Regions from separate parts of the Mus musculus genome. Here region 1 is linked to region 2. Evidence: chromatin contacts called from public Hi-C data. All regions are on one chromosome and are shown on one strand. The core of a region is the stretch at or near the end of the contact, and the rest is flanking DNA. Distances in the headings are between cores, read along the strand shown. Region 1 has its middle 18 kb from the start of Txnrd3. Region 2 overlaps 4930512J16Rik (RIKEN cDNA 4930512J16 gene).

What was found. A called contact is a pair of places that touch in the nucleus more often than the background predicts.
Region 1: a contact with region 2 is called in a Hi-C map of pre-megakaryocyte-erythroid progenitors, with 4 times the contacts expected there. The contact joins two enhancer-like sites. A contact is called at or near these places in 3 of 484 Hi-C or Micro-C datasets (LSK cells, neural progenitor cells and pre-megakaryocyte-erythroid progenitors), 2 of 115 datasets of contacts at active chromatin or transcription factors (bone marrow-derived dendritic cells and bone marrow-derived macrophages) and 1 of 9 other capture datasets (embryonic stem cells).

Annotation. Positions count from the first base shown.
Region 1 is chr6:89,622,542-89,629,788 of GRCm38.p6, reverse strand. No RefSeq gene overlaps it. Among named protein-coding and RNA genes, the nearest start is that of Txnrd3, 18 kb to the left of the region's middle. Within about 2 kb of position 1,543, at least 15 of the 459 cell types and tissues checked have an H3K27ac peak or open chromatin away from gene starts, as enhancers often do. A contact at or near this core is called in bone marrow-derived macrophages and pre-megakaryocyte-erythroid progenitors, where this site is marked.
Region 2 is chr6:89,262,652-89,269,691 of GRCm38.p6, reverse strand. 4930512J16Rik (RIKEN cDNA 4930512J16 gene) reads left to right here. Exons shown (of 4, transcript NR_131021.1): 4 at 1-181. Among named protein-coding and RNA genes, the nearest start is that of Gm36735, 7.4 kb to the left of the region's middle. Within about 2 kb of position 4,206, at least 16 of the 459 cell types and tissues checked have an H3K27ac peak or open chromatin away from gene starts, as enhancers often do. A contact at or near this core is called in bone marrow-derived macrophages and pre-megakaryocyte-erythroid progenitors, where this site is marked.

The sequences.
Region 1 (7,247 bases), core at 294-2,793, 360 kb before region 2:
ATACCTTCTTCGGGCCTCCGTTAGCACTGCACACATGTGGTACACAGGCAAAAACAATAAATATATCTTTAAAAAGCAATAGATTTATTTTAAAAATCAATATCCTTCACTGAGTCTGAGTAGCAGAAAAGACAAGAGATTTTGCTTCAAGGAGTAAATGCTTCAAGTTTGGGGTCTGAAGTAGATTCTAGAATGTAATAGAGGCTAAGGCTGGGACTGGGAAATTATATGTAAATGATTACATATCCAGTGAACAGACTTGTGTAAATGGCTACACAGATGTATCAATTTTACACAGTGAATAAAAAAGACACCAAGAGACCAACAGTGTCTTTGAGGTTATGTCCCTCTTGCTTCTGCCCAAGCAGCTTTCAGGCTGTGACAGAGCGAAGCATACCTGTCTCATTTTATAGAGATGACTGTCTCAGGGACACAGCCTCGAAGGGACAAAGCTGGCTGCAGACCTAAGCAAGATTACTCATGGTTCCTTTGCAGCCTGCCTCCTTCTCTTCTCCTCCCATCCCCTGAAAAATGGCTCCATCAACCTGGCTCAGCACGTTGGCCTCTCAGGTCTGGTTCTTACTTGCAGGAATCATTCTGCCCACAAGAATTTATTCAGTACCTCCGTGGCCAAAGTCCTGTCTACTGCTAAAGACATAGAGTGATAGTTACTGGCCCTGGAACTGCCTTCCTCAGGAGCCAGTATCTAGAGACAGCCAGAAATTGAGAGCAACTTAGGAGACCACTAATTGTCTGTTATTAAAGACCGGTGGCGTTGTTTATGCGTATTTCTTGAGTTATTTGTGCTTCTTGTCCTGAGACGTGATGTATGGAACAGGTAAGGAGAATTTGCTGAGAGACTGCAATGTGTTCCTTGCCTGCTCTCATCCTTTTTCTTCTTTTTAAACAGCTATAGGAATTAGTGTCTAAATAAAATCAACCAACAGGAAAGTGAGCACAGTGCTGCTTTATAACTCTGACAGATGACGGTAACGGACCGCAAACCTGTAGCACAGAAAACCTATAAAACAGGCCTCAAAGCACAGCGCTTTTGTCAAGTTAGAATGAAGGATGTTCTGGGCTCCGGGGGAACTTAGCAGCCAGGAGCGAGGGAGAGTTCCTCAGGTCTTGTGAGCAAGATGTTTATAGCCTGCAAGACTGAAAATCTGAGTTCCAGAGATGTGGAGGCTGAGTGCAGAGGAAGAGCTCGAGGTTGCTTCATGTATAAGCTCCGTGGGGTTTTGATAGCCCTGCACTCACCAGGTCACTGGAACACAAGATGACTGGAGGCTTTCTTCTTTTTCTTCCCCCCTCCCTCCTTTCCTTCTGACAGCTGGACAATCAGGGCTTTTCTTGCCAAAAGCAAAATGAAGAGGACTGGGAAGTCTGAAAAGTAGGCTTCTGTGTCTGGTCCAGTCCCACTTACTGATGCATAGACCCCATGGTTCCGCAAGGTTAGCACAATAACACTGTCTAGGGATGACTCTCTGCCAGTCACCACACTCACCATGGTCCCTATCAGTTCTTTACCAGCCTTGCTTTCCCTTTCAACCACTTCTGCATTGCGCAACTGATTTCATTTCCTGACTTAACCCAGAGTCTCTGAGTCTCACATCCTACAGATTCTGACACATCTTGACTCTCTCCTCTTCCTCTGCCTTCCACCAGAAAAGATACCTCCACTTTGCTTCGATTCCTAAGGATCTACTCACCCTCCAAGTCTTACCAAGCCAACCTGTCCAGAAGTGCTGGAACAGGGAAGTAGAGGAGGGTTGGAAGAAGTGTGGTAGGGTTACAGCGCTTAGACACAGTCCTGCGGGAACCTCTGCTCAGCATGCAAAGCTATAGGTGCTGCTAGCTGCTCAGATCTGTTTGCAAATCTATGAGCTGGTTTAAGAATCTGAGCATTAGTCTTTCTAGTGCCACTGTGGAACAGCCGCCAGAGTCAGTCAACAGGGACGTGTTGCTCAGGAATCAGACCTAATATAAAGAACAGGAATCTTGAATTCAAATAACGAATGTCTGCAGAACGCTGCCCAAGGATACTGACTTCATAAAAATACAAATAGAAAAATCTTGATTCCTTAACTAGGAAAATGGCTTATCAGGCAGATGGAGAAGTGGAACGAATACAGCCAGGGATCAAGATGGTGACTTGACAATTTGCTGAGGAATTATGCCAGAACAGAACATTAAAAAAAAAAAAATGGAGGCACTGGAGAGATGGCTCAGTGGTTACCAGCACTGACTGCTCTTGGTTCCTGGCATCCGCATGGTGGCTCACAACCATCTGTAATTCCAGTTCTAGGGAATCTTATGTCTTCTGGTCTTTGCAGGTACCAGGCTAGGCGCATACACACATACATATATGCAGGCAAAACACTCATACACAGAAATCTTTTTTTCTTTTTAAAAAAGTATGAAGAAACAAAAACACGGGGGTGGGGGGCTGCTGAGTCAATGGCAGAGTGCTTACCCAGCATGTGTGAAGCTACGGGCTCTATTCAAGGGCCACAGCAAACGACCTAGTAATCAGAAAGGGCCAGCACATGCCTGTAATCCCAGGGCTCAGGAGGCTGAATAAGGATGGTCACATGAGCTCATGTGTTTGATGCCAACCTGGGTAACATATTGAGGTCCCATGTCTGAAAGGGAGGGAAAGAGCATAGGCGAGAGAAAAATGGAAAATATCAGGACACTGAGTTCTAGAAAGAGAGAGCAGACAGAAGGAAGAAAATTATTGCCCAAGAAATCATAAAAGCAATTCTCTCCAGCACAAGAAGGTGTGAGTTCTGGGACTGACAGGATCCTCAGGGCAGTATCCTCAGAGTTCAGAGTGAAAATCACTTGGAACCTGTAATTACAGACTCGGCCCATTATAAAGCCCATTATCACTCAGAATAAAGACCTTTCAGGCATGAAAGGAGCCTTGCATTTTTGTACTCACACATTCTTCCCTAAGATAGATAATAGAAGGCTTCTGAAGCAAGAAGAAATGTGAAGATGCACAGAAGGGGATGCAAGAAACACTGATGACCAGATACAACAGCACAAGTTGTCAGAATAAGTGTGGCGGGGCTGGGGGGTAGTTCAGTAGTAGAGCACTCAGCATGCAGGAAGCCCTGGTTCAAACCCCAGTAGTGGGGGGAAAAACTTGAGTTTAATATTTTAAGATTTATTTTTAATTATGTGGATGATTGTGTGTGCATATACGTGGAGTGGCCTTGGAGGCCAGGAGAGGGTGTGAGATTCTCTGGAGCTGGAGTTATGAGGTACCAGATGTAGTTGCTGGGAGGTGAACCCATTCCTCTGGAATGCAGCTAGTATTCTGAAATGATGGGCCATCTCTCCAGGCCACGTGTTAATTACTTAAAAGTATGAAGTTTTAAGCAACAGTGTAGGCACTGTCTAGGGAAGCTAACAGTGCCACTAATGCTAGCTGCATGTGCACTCCTCCCCCAAGCAAGTCTCCTGGGTGTGGCTCCAAAAAGAATGCACAGGTGCCAGCACCCAAAGGGTAGAGTCTAAAATATCATGTACAATACCCCACAGTCAGGCACCCACACGTGTTCATCAATAGTACAGCAGAAAACCCATCAAACAGTTGGAGCAGAGACCACCTCCCACGGCAGGCCAAGTAGAGCTGCCTCACATCTGTGAGGAAGTAAGAGTGTGCTCTCTTGACTCTTGGGCCAACACAGCCACAGAATTGCTTCAAATATAAGCTTATCTATTTTAAAAAAAAAGCAACCCCCCTGAAAATGTGCTATGTTAAACTGTAATAAAAGGGAAAAAGAGACAACTAAGAAGCATAGTCAGTGCTGGATGGAGATACAGCTTAGGAGTGGTAGAGCACTTGCCTGGGATGCAGACTGTTAGATGGATTCCCAGCATCACACAAAACAAATACATTAAATAAATTAAAAGCACAGTAAATAGAAAATGGAAGTCTCATGAACAACATCAATAATATCAGCCATCACAATATATATGAATGGACTAAATTTGTTCATTAGAAGAAAAATATGTTGCTTGAATAAAAACACATCTAGTTACATGTATGTTATAAACTTTGGCACGTCTACCAAAGCTGTAATGAAAATGATGAAGATTGTAATAAAAACAAAGAGCAGGTGTAAATAGAATATAAAACAGAGGAGAGTACCAATGGTTATCCGGGGGACAAGGTTGTTTATCTGAAACATTGCTTAAGGATCTATATTTCTTCAGTCTGGACTTATTTCCTACCCTCCTGCATGCTCTGTGTACACAGAGACCTACATTTCATCTTTATCTTTTTTTAATTTTTATTTTGGGTAGAGGTGTGCTGATTAGTTTTAACTGTGAACTTAATATAATCTAGGATCACCTGGAAAGAGTCTTAAATGAGGAATTAATCTAGGTCAGATTGGTCTGCAAGCACACTACTCAGAGACTGTCTTAATTGGTAATTAATATAGTAAGACCCAGCTCACTACGGGTGGTACCATTCCCTAGGCAAGGGCTCCTGAACAGGATAAGAGAGGAAAGAGGTAGCTGAAAGCAAGCAAGATTATATGCATTCATTCTCTTTGCTCCTGACTGTGGATGTGATGTCACAAGCTGATTGAGTTTCTGCTTTGACCTTCCCCTCCCACCCCAAAAAATGGACTGCAACTTGGAACTGTAAACCAAGTAAACTCTTTCCTCTCCATGTTGCTTTCTGCTGAGAGTACTTATCAAAACAATAGAAATAAGACTAGAACATGAGGGTTTGAGACAAGGTCTCATGTAGTCCAGGCTGGCTTTGAACCCAATCCTCTAGCCTCTGCCCTCTGCCTCCTGAATGCTTCGATTATATATGAGCTTCTTCTGGCTTGTTCATCATTAGCGGAATTGCCTCTTCTTCCTATGTTCACCTAAGTCAGGGGGCCCTTCTGTCTTTTTCTTTAATTTTACGTATTTGTTACCTTCTTTGTGCCAAGAGATTTCTATGAAAATGAGCGCTCTCCTTTTTGTGTTTTCTTGTCTTTTTTTCTTTTTTCCAACTAAGGGAAAAATAAAACAACACAATTTTTAAATGTCTTTAATTGAATGCACTTCTTGGTCTTAATTTTAACTTGTCAAACAGATCATTTTACAGTATTGTCTTTTAAGGTAAGTTTTGATTGGTTTACTTTTTAAGAATTGGCAAACTTAGTTCTGCAGCATACTGAAAGACATTTTAGAAATGCAAGTGTGTGCTAAATTTTAGAAAAATCTACCAACTTAAATCGTTCTTTTACTAGAGTCCAAGAAGAACTACATAATTTCTTTGGAGTACAAAAATATCTTAGAAAATATTCATATATATATATACATATACTTTCATATTTTCTGAAAAGCTTCAAACAACACACTTAGTAAAATGGTTGGAATCTAGACCATGACAACCCCAGACGCTGGTGAGGATGTGGAGTGACAGAAAGTGTCACTCAGTGGGAAGGTGAAACAGGAAGGCAGGCTGGCAGCCTGTTTCAAGACTAAGCACACAGTTACCATTTATGATCTAACGATGAATTCATTGCTTTTACCAAGATGAGATGACAACTTGAATCTACATTTAAAAATGTACACACAAATGCTCACAGATACCTCATAAGTGCCAAGACAGGAGGCGACCAAGAAGACCTCCAGTAAGGAAATGGTTAAAAAAACTGTGTCACATCCAAACAATGGAATATCTTTACAGCTCCAAAAACAAATGAGCTACAAACCAATGAAAAGACATGGAAGAATCTTAAATGCATGAGTTTATGGAAGAAGCCAACTTTAAAAGGTTGCTTACAAGATGATTCTGACTGTGTGACATACTGTGAAAGAGAAAATGTGTGAGACAGTATAAGGACCTGTTCTGCCCAGGGCTTGTGGAACAGGTGACACACAGAGAAGTCTTTGGACAGTGACATCATTCTGTGATACTGTAATGATCTACATATAATTACACATTTGTCCAAAGCTGTAGAATGCTCCCCACCCTGAGTACCCTCGCTTACTGTGGATTTTGGGTGACAGCAATGTGTCCAGTATGAGTTCTTCAGTTGCATCAAACTCACCTATATCAGTGATGGGGACCATGTTGGTGGCAAGGTGTGTGTGTGTGTGTGTGTTTGGGGGATGGGGGGGAATCCAGTAGATTGAACATCTCACACCTCTGTATCTTTCAATTTTGCTGCAAATCTAAAACTACTCTACAAATACAATCTTCTCAAAGTGATGGGTGGGGAGTCCCCAGATAAAGTTTCCAGCCTATCAGCCCATATTGCTCAGTCTAACAATGGCCTTCAGAATGCAAGGGTAGTCGGTATACTGGATGATGAACTAGCAGAAGCCATTTTACCATTATAGTTCTGTCTGGAGAACTGGAGTCTAGCCAGCAGTACGCCAGCCTTTCTACTGGAGTCTGGCCAGCATTATACTATGTATCTTCATTAGGATTTTTCTTGATCAGATAAATAATGGAAGGGAAGGATTTATTTGGCTTACAGCTTGCAGTCCATTATCAAGGGAAGCCAAGGCAAGAACTGAAGCAGAGAATATGGAGGAATGCTGCTTACTGGCTTGCTTAGTTTCCTTTCTTATACAACCCAGGGGTGGTACCACCCACAGTAAGCTAGGCACTTCCACATCAATCATTAATTTAAGAAAACGTTCTACATACTTCCTGTCTTAGTTTGGGTTTCATTGCTGTGAAGAGACATCATGACCAAGGTATAAAGGCAAACATTTAATTGGGGCTGGCTTACAGTTTCAAAGGTTCCGTCCATTATCATCATGGTGGGAATCATGGCAGCATCCTGCCAGACAAGGAACTGGAAGAGCTGAGAATTCTACATCTTGATCTGAAGGCAGCCAAGAGGATACTCTCTTCCACAAGCAGCCAGCAGGAGGCTCCATTCCATACTGAGCAGAGTTTGAGTTTAGAAGCTCAAACACCACCTCCACAGTGAAGAAAGTCCTTCAATTAGGCCACACCCACTCCAACAAGGCCATGCCTCCTAATCGGTCAACTTCCCATAAGCCAAGCACATTTAAACCACCACACTTCCCTACTGGAAATCTGATGGAGGAATTTTCTCAATTGAGGTTCCTCTTCCCAGATATGTTTATACCAAGTTGACCGAAAAACCAAACAGCACACTATGGAAGAAAAATGCTGTGTGCACCAAAAAGAAAGGGACAGAACAACCAATGCTATCTACAATGCCAGATAGAGGATTATCCACCTT
Region 2 (7,040 bases), core at 2,957-5,456:
CTGAGAAGCCCGTGAGGAGTTCACAGGAGCAACTTCCCCAGGAGAACATCGAGTCTCGTCTGCTGAGCTGCCAGCAGAAGCCTCTTCCTGTGCCCCAGGATACTTGTCTCAGAGGAGATCATTATGGTACCATGGGAATTTTCCTATGACCCATTGATAGAGCAAGAAAAGACACAACCCCAGTTTGCAGATGCTTTTATTTAGTACAGCAAGGCTTCCAGACCAGCAGTTCATGAAGATGAGGTCTGTTTGGTTGGCTACAGATCCAAACAGAAGTGTGCGCCTTTACATGTTCATGGGGAGTGGGGCTTGGACTTGAGGAGGGTGGGTGAACTTCTCAAAAGAGGCAGAGTATCAGGGAAGACAAGCTAGACTTGGCCCATGGCCTGCAGTTTGCCAAGCCCTGATATAAACTACCAGAGACTCAGTAGTGGAGCAAGCAAGGAAGATGCCCACAGGGGTCTGGCTTTAGACCTGTGACCTACACAGGGTACTGTTCTATCCATATTCAGGCTGTGAGTCTGGAATCAAGGGAAGAAGCAAGAACACGTGAGGCAATATATTTGTAGTTGGGGCTCCATCCCCAGGGCCCTGGCACTGCTGAGTTAGACACTGTATTTCCTGGGTGGCCATGCTTCCAACAGGGACTGCAGTGGTGGTTTCCCTGGTGATGCACCTGGCCTTTACAGGTTCTGAGCCAACGAAGGAAGAGAGGTTTGTATTGGTTGTCGGGAACAGATCTGTCTTCAAAGGGAAATGGGTGATAGGGACTGTGGGGGTCAGGTCTGGAGTCTCTCTGGGGACCTCTGTGGATCTTTGGTGATAAAGAACAGTGGAAGAGGATAGCAACCTGAAAAAGCTAGAGTGGAGGCCAGCTGGTTTCACTGTTAGTGAAGAACCACAGTGGAGGGGCTGGCTGGAATCAAAGGGAACTTAAAGCAGATAGAAGAGGGGAGGAAAGAACTCAGAATCAGGGAGTGTAGCCGTGCTATCTTCCTCTGCATAGGATGTGTTTATTCTCTAATGTTTCCAGATTTCTTCTCTGTCCCCTGTTACTAGTCTATAGCATTTAACATTTAACCAAATGCTGGAGAGTATCCAGGCTGCATGGCGACTGGAACTGAAAGCAGGGTCCATGTTGCCTTTTGGGGAGAGGTGAGAATGTGAGGATGTGTCCAGGAAATGGCAACAAATGGGATGTGCCAGTGCTGTTCTTGTTTGGGAGAATAAGGAAGTGGCTGGGTTCTGAGGGTGCGATCTAAGCTTCCCTCTGTAAGGCTGGAAGAATGGGAGCTGTGTTTTCTGGGCTCATTGCAAGCCGGCATGTCAATGGGAGCTAATGATGTCACTTGGAAGGAGAGCAGAGAGATGGCAGCTATGGTAGTCTGGCCCCAGGTACAAGGCAAGGAGGCTCTGCTTCTTCCTTTGGTGGTGGGGCGGGCTCTGTCTGCACTGCAATGCACTGCAGAGGCTCTATCACAGAAGCAATGCCACAGCTATTCCTCCAGCCAGCATGGGCCCTGAGCAGCCTTGTGCACTCTCCCATCTCAGCCCTGCGTGTAGAACCTTCTTTCTTTTCTGTTTGGTGTGCTGCTGGGGTTAGAATATGTGCCCCCACCCCAAGCTCAAGTGTTGGAGATTCCATCCCCAAACTTACATGTTAGTGGTGTCTGGAAATGCAGTGTCTGGGAAGTGACTGGGTGTAAAGGAGATCGGGAAGGAGGCCTCCATGGTGACATCAGCAGAAGAGGAGAGGCCTGAACTTGAATGATGCTCCTCCTCCCATGTGATAACCTGTGTCGTGTTTGATGTAACTGAGGTCTTTGCCAAATGTCACTAGATGCCAAATGTCACCATGCTCTTGGACTTCCCTGACTCCAGAACCCTGAGCCAGATAAACTCTCTTCTTTATAAATTAGCCCCTGTTGGGCATTTTCTTATACTGGTAGGAAATGGCCTGAGATTTATGCTTGGACTACTATAGTGATTGTTGTAGAATAAGACACCCTCCATATGCCCCAGGCTCCTGGATGTCTTCTTAGGTACATTCAGCTTTTTGGCTTTTCTGAATGTGACCCTTTGCAAGACAGGGAGGAAATGCTCTGCTTTCTAAGTGGTAATGGCGAGTGTGTTGATTTCAGACAGGGCTCTTGGCCTCAGATCCTTCACAGCTGAGGCAGACAGTGCTTGCTGGAGGACTGTCCTAGGACTCTTTCCAGAAGCCACGTGCATCTCCAGAGTGACAGTCAGCAGTGTGACAGATGCTCTAGGGCCCTTGTGATACTCTCCTTGGGAGCCAGAAGCACTGGGTGAGAAAGCAGACACAGAAATGGGCCATTTCCTCAAAACAGAGGTGGCACAGTGGGGTTGTACTACATAAGGACATGAATAGCCTCTTAGAAAGAAGGACAGTTTTTAATTTCAGAATAATACATTTTAGCTGCAGAAAATGCGGACGATGCAGAAATACAGAAAGCAAAAAGCGTGCTGGCATCATCCTATTGTGGCAGCCAGAGACAACCATTCCCGGCTTTTCACTTTATAATCTGCTATGTCCGGTGCATATAAATAGATGTATTTTCTGTTTTCAACAAAAGGAGATTATGGCGCACACACTGTTTTGTGCTACCCTGTCTTCACTTAAGGACACAGGCTGACCATCTTTTCATATCATGCATACAATTTTACAGTACACCTTCCCCAGGCTGTTGATTGTGATGGTCTGATGGGGTTGCAATTGATGTGGTCTCTATCGTCCTTTAAACCACATACTTGTATCATGTAATTAATGCACGGCTTTTGTAGAGACTTAAAAGTGGGAATAATCACAATGCAGGGGGAAGGTGCTGATACCTCAGGTGTATCCTGCACGAGTTTTACAGAGACTGGTTTATCATTGCACGCATTATTTCATTACCTGCTCTTTTCACACAATATTACATTTGCACACAGACTTGTGCAATGCTGTCATGGATGGACATAGAATTCTATTGTATGAAAACGGAAAATACACACAGACACACACAGACACACACACACACACAGAGAGAGAGAGAGAGAGAGAGAGAGAGAGAGAGAGAGAGAGAGAGAGAGAGAGGTAGCCACCGATTAACTGACATTACAAGAAAAAGCAAAGGCAGCAATAAGCAACCTTCAAGCTAATTCTTTGTTTTTCAAGACAAAATTCTACTAGAGGTGGGTCAAAGGTGAGCAGAATGGATATGGAAGATGAAATTGCCCCATAACAAGCAATGCCACTTCAGGTCGCCCGGAAGCAGAAACGCCCAGATTCACCCGCTCCCTAACCCAGGTGCAAAAACAGTAATAATGAAGAGCCAATTTCATAGGTGAAATTGGGGGCTTGTTGTTTTAATTTGCATGTACTTGAATACTAATGAGTCTGAGTGTTTTTCCCAAATGCTTTTTGATATTTTCATTTCTTTCATCGAAAGTTGGGGGTTCATAATCCCTGTTCATTTTTCTATTTGTATGTTAATATTTTCTTGTTTCTTTAATGTGTTACAAATGTTAACCCTTTACCTGGGTACATACGGGAGCACTGAAATCATTTCCCCACACCCATTACCTCTTTTCTACTTGGCTTTTAATTTTCATTCTCTTTATTCCATTTGTTTAACCCTGAAGATACTTAAGGTGACAGTAAAGTCAAATATTGTGACTTTTGCTTTTGACATTATGACTAATCGTCTATCATCTATGTATCTATGTATCTATATAGTTATCATCTTTCTTCTATCATCTCTGTATCTATCATCTACCTTTCATCTATCTATCTGTCTGTCTATCTATCTATCTACCTATATACAGTATTGGGGGTCTCATGTGTATGATAGGCAAGTATTGCTCTATTGAATAACATCCTTAGTCTCTTAAATTTTTTTTCCCTTAGAGCTTAATGCTTTTTGGCTAGTTGATATTACTACATAGTGCCTCTTCTGTTCACTGTCCTGTTACCCAGGGGTGTCACAGGAGCATGTAGCTTGCCTTCTTATGCTCGGCACTGCTCTGTGGATGTCTGAGTTTTTCATCAGGGGTACATTGAAGATACAGGAGGATGAGTGAATCTGTCTCCAGTTGGCTTCTCAATTCTTCCTGTCCACTCCTGCCACACCTTCCTGTTCAGTTCTGTAGTACTCTTGCGGTGAAATTTCCTGTGGGCTATGGTATGCCACCATCCTATCTGGGCTAAAGCTGAGTGAGCCACATTAAGGCTTCTCCTTTTTGAGCAATGATAAGGCATGTGTCTGCCTTTACTCAAGCCTTTTGAAGGATCTCTCTGAAAACTTTTGTAGTTAAAACGAAAGTTAAAAATTTCCTAGTCAGAATTATACTGGGGGCAGAGAACAGGGTCTATGCCCCTTTGAACTTTTGGTGGCTGTTACTTCTTTTCTTTTGCCCTTTAAATTTTTTTCTTTTCTTTTCTTTTCTTTTCTTTTCTTTTCTTTTCTTTTCTTTTCTTTTCTTTTCTTTTCTTTTCTTTTCTTTTCCTTTCCTTTCCTTTCCTTTCTCTTCTTTTCTTCTCTTCCCTTTTCTTTCCTTTTCTTTCTCTTCCTTTCTCTCCTTTCTTTCTTCTCTCTCTCTCTCTCTCTCTCTCTCTCTCTCTCTCTCTCTCTCTCTCTCTCCCTCTCCCTCTCTCTCTCTCTCTCTCTTTCAAGACAAGGTTTCTCTATGTAGCTTTGGCTGTCCTGGAATTCCCTCTGTAGACCAGGTTAGCCTCAAACTCAGAGATATGCCTACCTCTGCCTCCCAAGTGCTGGGATTAAAAGCATGTGGCTTTTAAATTTTTCAAATTTTTTTATTTATATATCCTGACAGTTTATTTTGAATACTTGACTAGTTTATTCCTGAGTTGTCATGAAGAAAGGCTGACATGTCAGATTCCAAGTTTCACACCTAAGCATATATGACTATGAGCTTGTGCATGCATACAATGCCATTAATAACATATTTACATTCTTTGTTAATTTCTTTTGTCTCCTCGTACCATCAAGAGCTTGAAAAATAAATTGTAGTTCACTCGCTTCAGAGCTAGAGAAGTGACTCAGCAGTTAAGAGCAATTATTTCTCTTACAAAGAACCTGAGTTTAGTTCCCATCTCCCATGTATGCCATCTCCTAACCTCTTATACCTGCAGCTCCAGGGATCTGCAAGCCTCTAGTGTCCTGTATGGACACTGCATTCATGTGCACATACATACATGGGCATATACACATGAACAAAAATAAACCTAAAAAAAAGCTTCACTTTCTTTTAGAATGTATTATAATTTGGTACATAAGATCTCATGACCATTTGTGCCTCCTGCCCTGTGGGATGCTCTCTGTCATATGCTACTGAACCTCAAGTGAGCACTTGACCCACAGGCTCCTTCTGATTTTTTATGCTGGTGTGTTTCTATCTTTTATAACTTTGCATTAGAAGGATCTTATATGAATGGTACTTACTCCGTTATCGTCTGACTCCTCATGGAACGATTGGCTCTTTCGTTAGGTGGTTATTGTAAAACAGTGTGTCAGGCACTTACTGTAATTAATAGTCCCACTCTTCATCTGCCTCCTCACTCCGGGTTTCTTCTTTCCCTACGGCAGATTCTATGGTTGTCTTTTTGTCTTTAAATTTTTTTTAAAGTTATTTTATTATTCAGTGGGTATATTTCCTGCTTGCTTCTATATGTATTCACAGTGCCTGTAGAGGTCAGAAAAGGGTGTCCATCCCCTGGAACTGTAGCTACAGGAGGTTGTGAGCTGTCATGAGAGTGGCTAGGAATAGAACTCAGGTCCTCTGGAAGAGGAGCAGCCTGTGCTCCTAACCACTGAGCCATCTCCCCATCCTCTTGGCTTGTGATGGATCTCAGAGTGTAGCAAGGTGTGTGTATTTATCCCTTCAGATTCCCACTTTAGACCTTGTGCTTCTATTTTCCATAGCCGAGAACAAAACACAGTTTTTTGGAGGCCTCCTATTGAAGATTCCTACTAGGGTATGTCCTGATTGAGATAGACTGTACCTTCTTCTGCTTGGGACACATTGGCTCCCTTCTATGCCCAGAGGTGTGCTGGCCTCTGATAGGGATGGTACCAACTCCTGACAGATGGACCCCTGTCTCCTGGGAACACTTATTGACAAGCTATACTCCAATGCAACCAGTTATTTGATGGTCCTAATGGTAAATTGGGACACACGAGGTTGCATCAAAGGGACCTTTTTGTTATTATATTGGTGTAGACAGGATCAGAGAAAATCTCAAGGGTCACTGAAATACCCAGAAATCAGCAGCTGTTGTCACCTCCAGGGCTGAAGGGGGCAGGGGAAAGACAGTGCTGACCCAGTGGAGGGACAGGCTTGCTCCAAGAGAATGACAGCAGCTATAGGGGATCAGGAGGAGGGAGCTAGGACGGGAGAGTGTCTCATGACTCTTCTTAGGGAGACATGAACAAATAAATGAGTCTTCACCCCAGACAGGACACCAGTAACCAACCAAAGAGAGGATTCCATACAGATCTATTTTGCTGAGTCATGGAGTTTATTGGGGTCACTCACGGGGTGTGACTGAGGATTTACTTACAGGGGTATAGATGAAGGGCTACTTTTGAGAGCGTGGCTGACTCAAAGCTCACCCCGGCATGGGTAGGAGCTCATGAGCTCCCAGCCCAGCCTGTAGGTGGCTCCTCTGAGAATCTCCCCTTCCCAGCCATAGTTAGCTATCTTAGGACTCTTATAAGTTGGAGATTCCTTCACCAAATCCTAGAGACTATCTCTTGGTGGAAATGTTTCAGTTCCACTAATCAGCTACATGACAGAGGGGAAGAAAGATTCCCATGATTTTTTTTTCCCTTGCTCTGCTCCGTGCCAGCTCTGGAACTGGACTTCAGTATCGTGGGGAAGCCAAACTGATCTGTGGTCCACAGAGTCAAATGGTCATCCTTGGGGGCACAGGTAGGCATCGAGAAGGATGGAGAGAAGCCAGCCAAGGGTAGCTTCAGAAAGCTGAGGAATGACAGTCTTTTGTTTCTGCCTTTTCC